Regions from separate parts of the Sus scrofa genome. Here region 2 is linked to region 1. A link is a contact called in public Hi-C data. All regions are on one chromosome and are shown on one strand. Each heading gives the region's core, a stretch centred on a gene start, on an enhancer-like site or on the middle of the called end of the contact. The rest is flanking DNA. Distances are from core to core; before and after follow the strand shown. Region 1 holds the start of RNF220 (E3 ubiquitin-protein ligase RNF220). Region 2 holds the start of DMAP1 (DNA methyltransferase 1 associated protein 1).

The links. Hi-C and Micro-C count contacts between places; a contact is called where the count stands out from the background.
Region 2: a Hi-C map of alveolar macrophages shows a contact between it and region 1, with 1.9 times the contacts expected there. The contact joins the promoter of DMAP1 here to the promoter of RNF220 in region 1. A contact is called at or near these places in 2 of 47 Hi-C or Micro-C datasets (alveolar macrophages and fetal skeletal muscle).

The regions. Positions count from the first base shown.
Region 1 is chr6:166,909,478-166,912,177 of Sscrofa11.1, reverse strand. RNF220 (E3 ubiquitin-protein ligase RNF220) reads left to right here and starts at 1,450. Exons shown (of 16, transcript XM_003482102.4): 1 at 1,450-1,713.
Region 2 is chr6:167,090,253-167,092,952 of Sscrofa11.1, reverse strand. It overlaps DMAP1 (DNA methyltransferase 1 associated protein 1), which reads left to right and starts at 1,299. Exons shown (of 10, transcript NM_001243640.1): 1 at 1,299-1,711; 2 at 2,276-2,367; 3 at 2,626-2,700. The coding sequence starts at 1,607.

The DNA.
Region 1 (2,700 bases), core at 201-2,700:
ATAAAATGCTGAATAAAACAAAGATGATTCTTGCCTTCACAGAGCGTACAATTTAGCAGGAAAGAATAATCTAGCAGGAAGGATAGTGCCTAGTACAATAAATGCTGCTGTGTGAATGCATGGCTAAATGTGGATAAAGATTTAGGTTCCTTAACAACCCCAATCCCATGAATTACAGAGACAGAAAGAGTCATAAACATAGAACTCTGGGTTGATCTAATCAACTATTTCCTTAGTTGCTAACTAAAAATTTTAAATACACACACATACAGCACATGTATACCTAAGCATACATCATATTTAGATGCTACCTTAATGTTAACTTTAAGGAAAAAGGGGTCATAAAATTAAAGCAAGATTGAGACTGTGAGGGCTCTATGTTTTTAGAGCAACAATTTGTAACCCTGCAAGGTTCTTCCGGGGGGCCAATTCTCCGTATACACTCCTCAGCCCACCCCATCTTGTTTGTTTGTTTGTTTTCGAGATGAGAAATCTGTGCTTCTAGAAACCGAGCCACAAAAGAAAGGAGTGATTTCTTAAATCTGGATTAGATTTTAGTTGAGTTTCATTTTCAGAGCTTGGACTCCCTGCTATCCTAGTCTAGTTAACCATGTTCCCATGGGCAAATTACAAAACCCTTTCAACTTCAGTTTCCTCTTCTATATATAAACTAGTGATAATATTATCTCCAAAATTGATCTAAGGATTAAATGAGATTATGTAAAGACATTTAGTCCCACAGCCCAGCTTCTAGAAGGCACTCAGGGAATGCCAGTTCTCCATCCACTTCCCTATTTATCTTTCTGTGTGTGGTAACTTAAAGGATGATATTGAACTCTTTGAGAAGAAAGAACTGTAACTATTCACACCAGTATAATTTTTTAGTCTCAAATCTGGGCGCTGAATGAGGCCCTCTCCACCCCCTCCGCAAATTATAGTGTTACTTCTATTCATTTATTATCTTATTATAGGCAAAGCCCCAGAGAAGCATTCCAAGAGCAAAGCGATAGGTAAGATTTTTCTGGAAAAAGACCGAGTTTATGAGGGAGCCAGCATTTGGGAGGCATTTAGCTGCAGTGGGCGTCAGTCTTAAAGATTTAGCCATTTACTCTTGGTCACTTTTGGTTCGAGAGAGAAAGAACAGCAAACCATCCACTGAGACCTTGCACGCGTGGGGGTGGGGGTTACACGTGAACAAAAGCAGGCGCTCTCTTCAGCTTCCACCATGTCTCGCGACCCTAAGACTTTCCAGCTCTTTCGTGAAGGCCAGCAGGTCTGTTCTCCAGCAGTGTCCTGGCTTTGGACTCCATTTCCCAGAGTCCCTTAGTGCCCTAATGTATTCAGTGCTCAGAGTGCCTGTATGTGTGTGAGTGTGAGAGAATGTGTGCGTGTGTGTGCGTGCGCGCGTGTGTGTGTCTCCGAGTCCCTGGGAGAGTGGAGGCTCATTCACTGATTAGAGCCAGCGCTGAGAGGCAGCACTGCTCCTTCTCTCACACCAACCGAGTCTCTTGATCTGTACATGCAATCCCAGGCAGCTCGCGAGCACAAACCCGGGGCCAGCCGCCTGCTGCTGCTGCTGCTGCCGCTGCCGCCGCCGCCGCCGCCGCTGCCTCCGCCGGCTCTGCGCGCCCGGGACTTTTCATGCACCACACTCACCGCCTCCTTCGCTCCGCGTCCTGAAAAGTGCGACCGGTCTCCCAAGGAATTTCCACGGCAAGTAGCGACCAGGAAGGGGTGTGGATGTGTGTGCGGACGCCAGAGGGGTGGGTGCGAGGGCGGCGGGGTTGCTCGGGAGCCTGGCTAACTTTCCGGGTGCGTTTCCTGGGGATCCGGGCGGCTCCCCCCACCGCCGCCCCCCGGCAGGGGCAGGGGCAGAGACCTGGACGGGCGCGTCTCAGGTCTGGGCGACGGTGCCTGCCGGCATCTGTGCCCTGCGCACTCCGTGCGCTGCCTCCCTCAAACTTTCGTCTTGAGTTTTCCTTAATGTGTTTTATTTGGGGGGTGCGAGGGGGAGGGACCAGACGCGGGAATTGGGCAAGTGGGGAGGGCGAGGGGGCAGAGGGAGCAGGGGAAGGGAGCGGGACTTCTTTTCTCCATCCTTTAAGAAGCCGCATTCCCACTTTGTTTGGGTCGAAGGCGAGCATGCCCTCTCGCCCAGCTCCCCTGTGGATCCCGCGGTGATTTCCGGCGGGGCCCCGGCCGGGTGGTACTCAGCGGGGAGCCCGAGGCGGCGGGCGGGTCGGGGAAGGGGCTATCCGAATGAGAAAGGACCCCGACCGCCGCCCCCCCACCACCACCCGGCTGGCCCGGCGGGGCGCCGGAGAGAGGCTGGAAGCCGGGGCCCCCCGGGGCTCGGCTTACTTTCCTGGAGGGGGTGGGGGGTGAAGGGCGTGGAGGGGTGGGGGTGGGGTGGGGGAAGCCGCCGCGGGCAGGAAGGAGGCAGGTGCTGGCCGGGAGGTGGACCGCTCCAAACGGAGCGGATGAACTCCCCGCTCCGCTCGGCCCGCCTGCCTGGCCTCCGAGCAGCCGGACCCGTGGGGGGTCTCCCGGGATTTTCGGGGCCGGGACTCTCTCCCAGCGGTTCTGCGGAGCAGGGTGTGAGGCTCGCGGTACAGACAGCGGCGCGTGGCTCTTTTTTAGTTTTATTTTTTATCTTAGATCGGCCTTAAACTGAGTAACAATTTCTCTTTCTCCGACTTG
Region 2 (2,700 bases), core at 50-2,549, 180 kb before region 1:
CTGACCACAGAGAAATTAAGTTAGATATCAATGACCATGAGATAACTAGAAAATCCCCAAACATTTGGAAATTAAGCAATGTAGTTCTAACTAATCCATAGATCAGAGAAGCAAAAACAAGGGAAATTAGAATGATAATGAAAATGTCCAGTGGTTAGCGGAATGCAGTTAAAGCAGTGATTAGGGTGAAGTTTATAGCTCTAAATATTTGTAATAGAAAATAGGAAAGGTCTATATACTCCTTACGCTGTATCCTGGAATGCTGACTTGCATCCCCAGATTTATGGCCTGGTGGATCAGAAAAGTCTTAGTACATGTTGGGAGGTCTCATGGCGTCTCACGGACAGGTGCTCAGGCTCCACCAGGGTCGTTGTAAGCCAGAGACTGCTTTTCAAGTAGCGGCCAGTTGTTTACAGGTGGGATCAGAGCCTGACTTCAGAATTCTGGGCACCTGTGCTGTGAGTCCTCGACTGGATTTCTGATAAATGAGTCAGAACAGCATGCCCAATTGTAGGACATGTAGCCTCCAAACCCAAAGAAGGCCGCGAAACTGTCTGACTCTTTCTTTGAGGTAAGTGGTACACGGTGTGTTATCTTGTTTCCTACCTTAATTTTTATTTATTTAGTTCAGAAAAGCAAAAGACTTGCCTTGCAAAGAGGTCTGTGAGACACTTTAGATTTGGGGAAGACTGACTCACCAACTGAAAAATACAACCTGTATTTAAAAGATTTTTTTTTTTAAGTTGTCTTAGTTTGAGCTGCTGTAACAGTGGGCCCCACGAGCCCCACGAGGCCCTGACCCACAGGCACCTCCATCAGAAGAAGCGCCCGCGAAGGTCAGCCGTCGCTCCATCTTGGCAGCCGCCCTGGGAAACTCTCCCTTGTCTAGTTCTCTCCCTCTCCTAGCAGTGTCTGGAACACACTTAGCACTTAAAGAACAGGGGAAATTAACAACACGAATTCATTTAATGAAAAAAAGCATGTGCTAATGTTTTGCATGGATTACCAGCACTTTATTTATGCAGGTCCCATGACAATTTCCATTTTAAAGTGAAGAAATAAGTTCAGAGAAATTAAGCGACTTCCGAGGTCACAAAGCTGTGAACTGTCTTGTCATTGCCCGAAAAACGTCGGAGCAACGCAGGCAGAAAATGCCAGACAGCAGGCAGCGCAGGAGACCGGCGGGCTCCTGGAAGCCTGGGGCGGCCGCAGTCTGCGCAGTCAGTAGTTTTCACGCTGGGTTGCCAGTCGGCTCTGTTTCCGCTAAGCACCGGCCGGAAGTGTTCCTGTCGGTCGCATTTCTAAAGCGCGCTACCGGAAGTTTCTTTCCGCGGCTTTGCGGGAGTAGGGGAGCTGCCGGGCCGCCGCTGGGCACTCTAGTTGCAGAGGCGCTAGGGCTTAGGTGGCAGCTGGAACCGCAGCGGGACCCAGGCGGCGGGACACTGGCCGGGCGCCCACCCGATCTAGGCCGCTCTTGCCCTCGCGGGCCCCCTCTTCGCCCCGCCCCCACGAGGCCCTGAAGTGGCTCCGCCCCCCGATCTGAGCCGGGTCCCTCCTCTGGCGCTGACCCTTGGCTTCGGAACCGCGCCCCCATCTCTCAGGCGCGATGGCTACGGGCGCAGATGTGAGGGACATTCTAGAACTCGGGGGTCCAGAGGGGGATGCAGCCTCCGGGACCATCAGCAAGAAGGACATTATCAATCCGGACAAGGTAGCAGGGGCGCCTGAGAACGCTGAGCAGCGGGAGTGAAGTGGTGGGGAGGAGTGACAGCCGAAGAGAGCTGGGGGAGATGGTGAGGTGCCACACTTCTAGCGAGATGGGCGGTAAAAGACGTGACATAACGGGATAGAGAATGTGTGTCTCACTGACATGGGATGGAGGAGGTGGGGCCCCCGTGGGAAATGGTGGGGACCAAGAGGGTGTGACACTTGCAAGAGATGAGAGGACTTAGAGAGTGTGGCACTCGTTATATTGGGGGTGCGGGGGGGGGCATTAAGTCGGCGTGACATGCTGAGAGATGCTGGAAAAGTATCTTTTGCTCTCGCTGGTCGCGACTAGCCAGGTGAGGTGGGTTGAGGAGGGAATGACCTGCTCAGACCCAGGCGCCCCTTGAGTGGATTTCTGTGCTTTCCTTGTGTGTCATTTTGTTTCCTTGTGTGTATGTGTGTCATTGTACCTGTAGGTGCTGGTTTGTTCAGGGTTTGAGCTGGGCTAAAGAATTTTCAGGGAAGGGAGACTAGGCTGTGGTTCCTCTCCTGTGGTTTCCCTCCCCAGAAAAAGTCCAAGAAATCCTCGGAGACACTGACCTTCAAGAGGCCAGAGGGCATGCACCGGGAAGTCTATGCACTGCTGTACTCTGACAAGAAGCAAGTATCAGAATCCCAGATCCTGCAGGCTCTGGTCTCTGGCCAACCTGCGTGTCCCCGACTCCTCATTTTCCCAGGCAGTTTTCTCCCCACTCCCCTGCTCAGCCAGGGCCCCCATTGCTTATTAAATGCAGTAGCTGGGATCTCTCACTCCAGGACCTGCCCTCCTTGCTCTAGGGTAGCTCAGCAGCCTGGGTGCAAGGGCTCTGTGCATACCTTGTGACTCTAATCTCTCACCACCTTAAACCGTGCTGCCAGGGATGCTCCCCCACTGCTCCCCAGTGACACTGGTCAAGGCTACCGCACGGTGAAGGCCAAGTTGGGCTCCAAGAA